Linked DNA regions of Bos taurus: region 2 is linked to region 1. Evidence: chromatin contacts called from public Hi-C data. All regions are on one chromosome and are shown on one strand. The core of a region is the stretch at or near the end of the contact, and the rest is flanking DNA. Distances in the headings are between cores, read along the strand shown.

Region 1 (3,259 bases), core at 569-3,068:
AAATAAAATAAGAAAGAGACCATGTAGAGAATAATGTTAAGTAGACCTCTTCCTTAGTAATTTAAAATTCCTTGTTATGTCAACTGTATTACTTCTCCTCAAACTTTGTCATCAAATCCATTGTAAGCTGGTGGTGGTGTTAGCTACTCAGTGCTGTCCAACTATTTGTGACCTCAGGTACCGTAGCCCACCAGGCTCTTCTGTCCACAGAATTCTCCAGGCAAGAATACTGGAGTGGGTAACCATTCCCTTCTCCAGGGGATCTTTCCAAGCCAGGGATCAAACCCAGGTCTCCTGCATTGCAAGTGGATTCTTTACTGAGCCATTGTAGTTTAATACTGAACCAATACTAGTTCAGCTTAATCATTCTGTTCCACAACAGATAAATTAGAGTAGACTACTTAAAGCTAACACACTTACCTTTAAATCATTACTCCTTTATTACTGTATATGCTACCATTTCCCTCCAAACTTGTCAGTACCACTCCACACAGTGTTTACTTCTTTGGTCCTAGGGACAGCAATAAACATTTTATAATTGATAATAAATTCAACATAAAATTTGTAATTTTATGTTATTTATATAAAATTCACATTAAACTTATAATAAAGATACATACTCATTTGCTTACTTGAATATGACATCGCTGCTCAAACCGTGTTAAGGCTGGATCAAAAGCAAACTAAGCTTACTGAATTCTTAAGAAGGCAAAGTAACAAATAGAAACTGGGTCTGCCGTATATTACCATTTACTTTTTAAGTGATAATTCAAGTGCACGCCTCCTGACCCACTCCTTCTATCACTCTAAACACTTTCAACTTAACAATTCTTTATCGAATTAGAAAATGAGAATCCAACTGCACAGAAAAAAATAAAACCATAACTCTTTCATGTTAACACCTAATAGAACTCGTTTGATTTAGAGTTAACACATTAATCAGAAAAATCCCCAAACAAGCTCTGCGACGCGTTTATTTAAATACACCCCAGCTCATCCCCTTCACCTACTCTTCTTTTTATTTTGAAGGCAGACACTAAAATATTACAAATAAATTGTTTTCACTGAAACCATTCTCTGAAAACTTGCTGTTCCCAAAGGACATCTGCTTAGGAAATTCGTATCCCTCGAGAACATCTAAAATCGGTACGCATTTGTGCATTTAAAAATGCCTCGAGGGGCTAACTACTGCTGAGGAACGGAAAGCGACTCCGGCACCAACGTGTTTGCGGGCCACTTGGAGACCCAAGCTGAGCAATTTTGTTTTGGGAGGTTCGGCCTAATGGGGGTGGGGAAGAAGGGAACACTGGAAAAATAAATTCAAAACAAAGATTTTTTTTTTTTTCAAGCCAGCGACAGGAAATCATTAAAAACATAAGCCACTCTCACATCCATCAGTCTAACCAATCGCCTTGCAGTTTAACAAAATGCGTCCTCGCAGTCGCCACCCGCGACCTCTGTGGTGAGGAAAGGCGTTCCACAGAAACACCCGGCGAGGCGCCGCCCTCTGATTCGGAGTCGACGTCCGCCCCGGTTCCCGGCCCACCCCGCGCGGTGGGCGGGCACCGACCCGAGCCCGGCGGGCCAGCCTTCACCGCTGGCCAGAGACTCGAGCCCCCGGAGAGCCCGTAGCCGCCGCTCAGTCCCCACCACAGAACAAAAGCACTCGCCGCGCACACCCAGTCCCCGCCTGCGGTCACCTGGGCTGCCAGTGCCCCCCCGCCCCGCCGAGAACTCGAGGAAACGTGCGAGTGCCGGCGGGAACCAGGTCCCTACTTACCTACCGGAGCTGAACCCAACAGGGGCGAGCCGGGAAAACGCAGCTCCTCTCGGCCCCGGAGTTTAAGTCAACTCGGGTCCGCCTCCAGGGGCGGGTCGAGGGGGAGGCCCACTCCCGGAAAGCCAACCCCGCCCCGGCGCAACGGCTGTAGCGAGACCCGGTATCCGGTACCGGGGTCCTAGTGCCGCTCGGATAAAGTAGAGTCCGGGGAGCCCGGCCCTTCGGTTATCTCCCAAGCTTGCACAGCTAGCTCATGTATCTGAAGAAGAAAACTTCTCCAACAGTGGCTCTTTGTCTTTAACTTGCATCAGAATCTTTTGAAGGTTAAAAAGGGACTGAAAAGCACCACCTACAAAATTACCCATTCAGTAAGTCTAACTCCGGGCTGAAAATGTATATTTCTAACAAAGGGGAACATCCTTTAACACAGAAAAACTTTCTCAAAGCAAATAGACTCTTTTTGCCTGAGGATTTCTATAGATCAAAGTTGTGAAAATTAATACAGTAAAGGGAAACCTCACCAAAATAGAGTTGAGAGGCCAGAAGGGGGAGCTGTCATACAGTACGGTACCACTCTCAGTAAATTACAGAAAGAATTGTCAATTACAGGGCCCAACAGGAAAAGATGTAAGCTGTCCAACAAACTTTTTGACCAACCCATACATTGCGGCTGCTAAAAGAAATAGACTACCCCACAACTCAGCCAATGAGAAACTGTCACCCTCACTTTTCCCCAATGAAACTTCCTTCAAAAGAACTGCCCCCAAACTCCTTTTTCTCCATAAAGTAACTTTGCTTTGTTTGTTGGACTCTGGCTTTTGCTACAGTTTGCTTGACCCAAATTGCATTTAGTTACCAACTGCAAACTGACACTGCCTGCTGCATGACTGGCCAATAAATCGAGGGGCCAGTTGTTGGAACAAAGAATAGCGACTTTATTCAGAAAACCAACAGACAGAAGAGATGGCAGAGCAGTGTCCCAAAGAAACATCTTAAACCTGAATTAGAATTCAGGCTTCTTTTATACTAAATGGGGAGGGAGTGTGGTTGGGTGTTGCAGGTATGAAGGTGTGACCTTCTTGGTGCAGGTCATGCCCCCAAGGTGATATGATAACCCTCTGCTCCTGCAGCCATCCACATAGGTCTGGTTAGGATGGTCCTGTAAACATAAAACAAGACAATTGTTATTCTCTGTTCTGCAATTTTTTATCTCTGCATAAAAGAAAATTGGGCTTCCCTGGTGGCTTAGTGGTAAAGACTCTGCCTGCCAATGCAGGAGAACCAGATTTGATCCCTGGGTCAGGAAGATCCACCGGAGAAGGAAATGGTAACCCACTCCAATATTTTTGCCTGGGAAATCCCATGGACAGGGAGCCTGGTGGGCTATGGTCTATGGAGTCATAAAAGGGTAACAGTAACAAAACAACAACAAACGAAAACTGTTACACATTTAAAGGTCAAGCCTGGGAAGCAGAGCCT
Region 2 (3,313 bases), core at 4-2,503, 330 kb after region 1:
CAATCTTTCCCAGCATCAGGGTTTTTTCCAGTAAGTCAGCTCTCCCCATCAGGTGGCCAAAGTACTGAAACTTCAGCTTCAGCATCAGCATGAGTCCTTCCAATGAATATTCAGGTTTGATTTCCTTCAGGATTGACTGGTTTGATCTTGCTGTCCAAGGGTAGGGGCCCCAAACTCAAATGCCTACCTGGGGCCAGACTGGTGATAAATGAGTGATGCAGGCTGGTTGCTGATAACAGAGAGGCTGTGGCAAACTAGAAGGTGTTTCAAAACAGTCCAACGGAGCCAGCAAGCTGCAGCCTGTCCTGGGACATATGGCCAGATCTTTTCATTTTTCAAAATAATCCACAGGCTTCCCCGGCAGTCCAGTGGCTAAGACTCCCAATAAAGGGAGCACAATCCCTGCTCCTGGAACTAAGATCCCATCTGCTGCAAGTCCCCACCCGAAAAAAAAAAAAAAATTCCCACTTTTAAACGCAGGAATTAATTAAAATGTCAACACAGAAGGAGGGTCAAAATGCCTGTCAGGCCACTAGTCTGTGAACTCGGGATAGATTTTAAGTGGGTGTCAGCCCACATTTATGCCCTTGTAATCACAGGCTCTCTTAACAGCCTGACCTCATTGGACTCATTGCGTAGGAAGGATTGGGTCAGCCCTTGAGTCTAAGGTTTAAAAAGAAAGCAGAGCAAATAGGAGACTATTTTGGACATAGTGTCATCCAAACCGATGCCGCCCCCTCCCACGCCAAGCACCAATGAAGCATCTGTTACGAATATGATTAAGGGGGGAACACTGGGTATTTGGATTAATTAGTAAGAAAGTGAAAGTGAGTGAAGTCGCTCAGTCGTGTCCGACTCTTAGCGACCCCATGGACTACATCCCACCAGGCCCTCCGTCCATGGGATTTTCCAGGCAAGAGTACTGGAGTGGGGTGCCATTGCCTTCTCCGTTAACAGCGGCTAGGCATATTATATTTACTTGGAGCTGGTATACTTGGTGACAGCCGTAGTGCCCTCGGACGCGGCGTGCTTGGCCAGCTCCCCAGGTAGCAGCAAGACAGGTTTGGAGCTTTTGCAAGCTCCAAAAGCGTTAGCACCTTATTTTCCTCCGAAGAGGAAGGGAGTCAGCCTTAAAGGGGCAGGCACAGTCTTCCTTTTCTCCTTACCTGTTTGTGCTAACACCACCCTGGGGAGCAAAGCACAGGGCAAGTCAGTCACTTTGCCTTGGCGCCTCTTTTGGCGCTTTCTTTACAACTGCTCTCGGGATCCAGAATTCCCGGCGTCGCCTGCTACAGCACCCCTGGCCCCGCCCCTGCCCCGACCTCCTGCTCCGCCTTCCTTCCCGGCAGCGCTCTCTCCCTTCACCCGGGCTTCTTAAAGGGACAGAAGTGTGAAACCAGAGGAAAATAAGGGAATGTCAAATACTGATTTCTAAAAAATACGCTCTGAAGCCGTGGAGCATCTGCTTTGTGCCCATCACACTTCTAGGTACTGGGCATAGGGTGGTGAGCCAAATAGACACAGCAGAAATCCTTAATGACACATTCAGCTGAGATTAAATCATAATATGTCCTGATTATAATAATTTTCATACACGTACAATCTTTTTTGTTTCTTTAATTGTAACTTGTCATTTCAATTAACGCTCACTGATTCTATTGTTAGTAATAATTCCTAATAGATATTCAAGATCTAGGGACTTCCCTGGCAATCCAGTGGTTAAGACTCTCATTATCCCAATGCAGGGGGCATGATCCCTTGTCTGAAAACTAAGATCCCACATGCCACACGGTGTGGCAAAAAAAAAAAAAAAAAACCAGATCGGTTTGTCTCAGGATTTTAGTGTTTAACCAGCTAATGTATTCTATCATAGAGACAATTTTCAAATTGATCTTCTTTCCATTCCTCTTGCCTTGCCCTTAGATCTGCCTTATGATTGCTTGCCTGAATTCCTGCAACTGGTTTCTCTGCAATTCTGCCTTTTATATCCCATTCACTATTGTGCAATTTAAATGTTTTTTTCTGAAACTTTCATTCCATAGTCCAAAAAAAAAGGATTCCTACAAGATAAGCTAAGCAGATAAGCCAAGAGAAACAGACTGTAAGCCCTGAGAAGCAAACCTGGACTTTCTTTTCTATTGTTTGCTGTTGGTTTTTTATTTTTATTTATTTATTTTTGTCACAGGGCAAAAATCTTAGTTCCTTGATAAGGGATTGAACCTGTGCTCCCTGCAGTGGAAGCCTGGAGTCTTAACCACAGGACAGCCAGGGAAGTCCCTTTTGTTCTTTTTAATTGAGAGAAAGAATTGTCTCTCTTTTGTCAAAACTGACCCAAATGCAACCAAGCAGACCTGTCAATTGTTTGGTAACAACTGAGCTATCTATCTGACCTTGTGATTTTTGCCTTTAAATATCTGCCTACATCTCTGTACACGTTCCAATTCCCTAATAACTGGACACTCTTGCAAGTTAAAAAAATAAATCTCATACTCAAATTTGTCTTTAAAGTTTTTTTTGAACAAGTTATTTAAGTATACTTATTAGCTGTGTGACCTTGGGCACATTATTAAACCTTCCTAATGAATGGGGATCAGGATATGCCACTGTAGCACAGGAATTGTTTTGAGTGAAAGAGATTTGAGTTTCTGAAATCTCTTATCTGCCTAAAGCAGACTCTCCCCAAAGAACTCAATTGTCATAAAAGCCCTCCTTGAAAACACCCTTAATCTTCTTGGACTTGAAAAGTGGACACCACACCCAAACAGACATTGTCTCAAGATTATCATATCTCTTATCTATTCTCCTAGTAAACCACTTATCTTTCCAAAATGTCATTCCTATAAGCTCTCTTTCCCTATCACCTATGATGGAATAAAATGTATGTTTTTTAAGGCAGGACAAGAAAATTTAAGCGTAACACATGCCCTCCTGGACAGGGCTCTCCCTAATCTGCAATGTGCTTCTTCATTATACATTAACCAGACCTCCTCAAACACAGAAATGTCTGCTCAACCATAAAGTTCGTTTTTCCCTTCTTCTGACGCCAGCAATGTGACTCCTTAGAAGATAACATTCCTTTCCTAATCCTGTAAGGGGTCATGGTGACCTGCTGCTCCCTTCCTACATGTAGGTCTGGACTTCATGTCTCTGCTGAACTGTAAAATGTCAGTGTACCAGTTTGATGAATGATCCTTTGTCTCAAAAATATATAAATGTGCTTTTGACTTCTAACCAAGGGGAACAGTCTGCAGAGTTATCTGACTGTCTCTAGTGTTATAGCCTTCAGGTTGGCTAGGGAAAAAAAAAAAACCCT

Evidence for each region. Hi-C and Micro-C count contacts between places; a contact is called where the count stands out from the background.
Region 2: a contact with region 1 is called in a Hi-C map of skeletal muscle, with 7 times the contacts expected there. The contact joins the promoter of ETFBKMT here to the promoter of RESF1 in region 1. A contact is called at or near these places in 4 of 11 Hi-C or Micro-C datasets (blastocyst, liver and skeletal muscle).

Annotation. Positions count from the first base shown.
Region 1 is chr5:77,949,044-77,952,302 of ARS-UCD2.0, forward strand. RESF1 (retroelement silencing factor 1) reads right to left here and starts at 1,819. Exons shown (of 7, transcript NM_001101072.2): 1 at 1,781-1,819; 2 at 421-511.
Region 2 is chr5:78,281,189-78,284,501 of ARS-UCD2.0, forward strand. It overlaps ETFBKMT (electron transfer flavoprotein subunit beta lysine methyltransferase), which reads right to left and starts at 1,254. Exons shown (of 5, transcript XM_059887011.1): 1 at 1,167-1,254.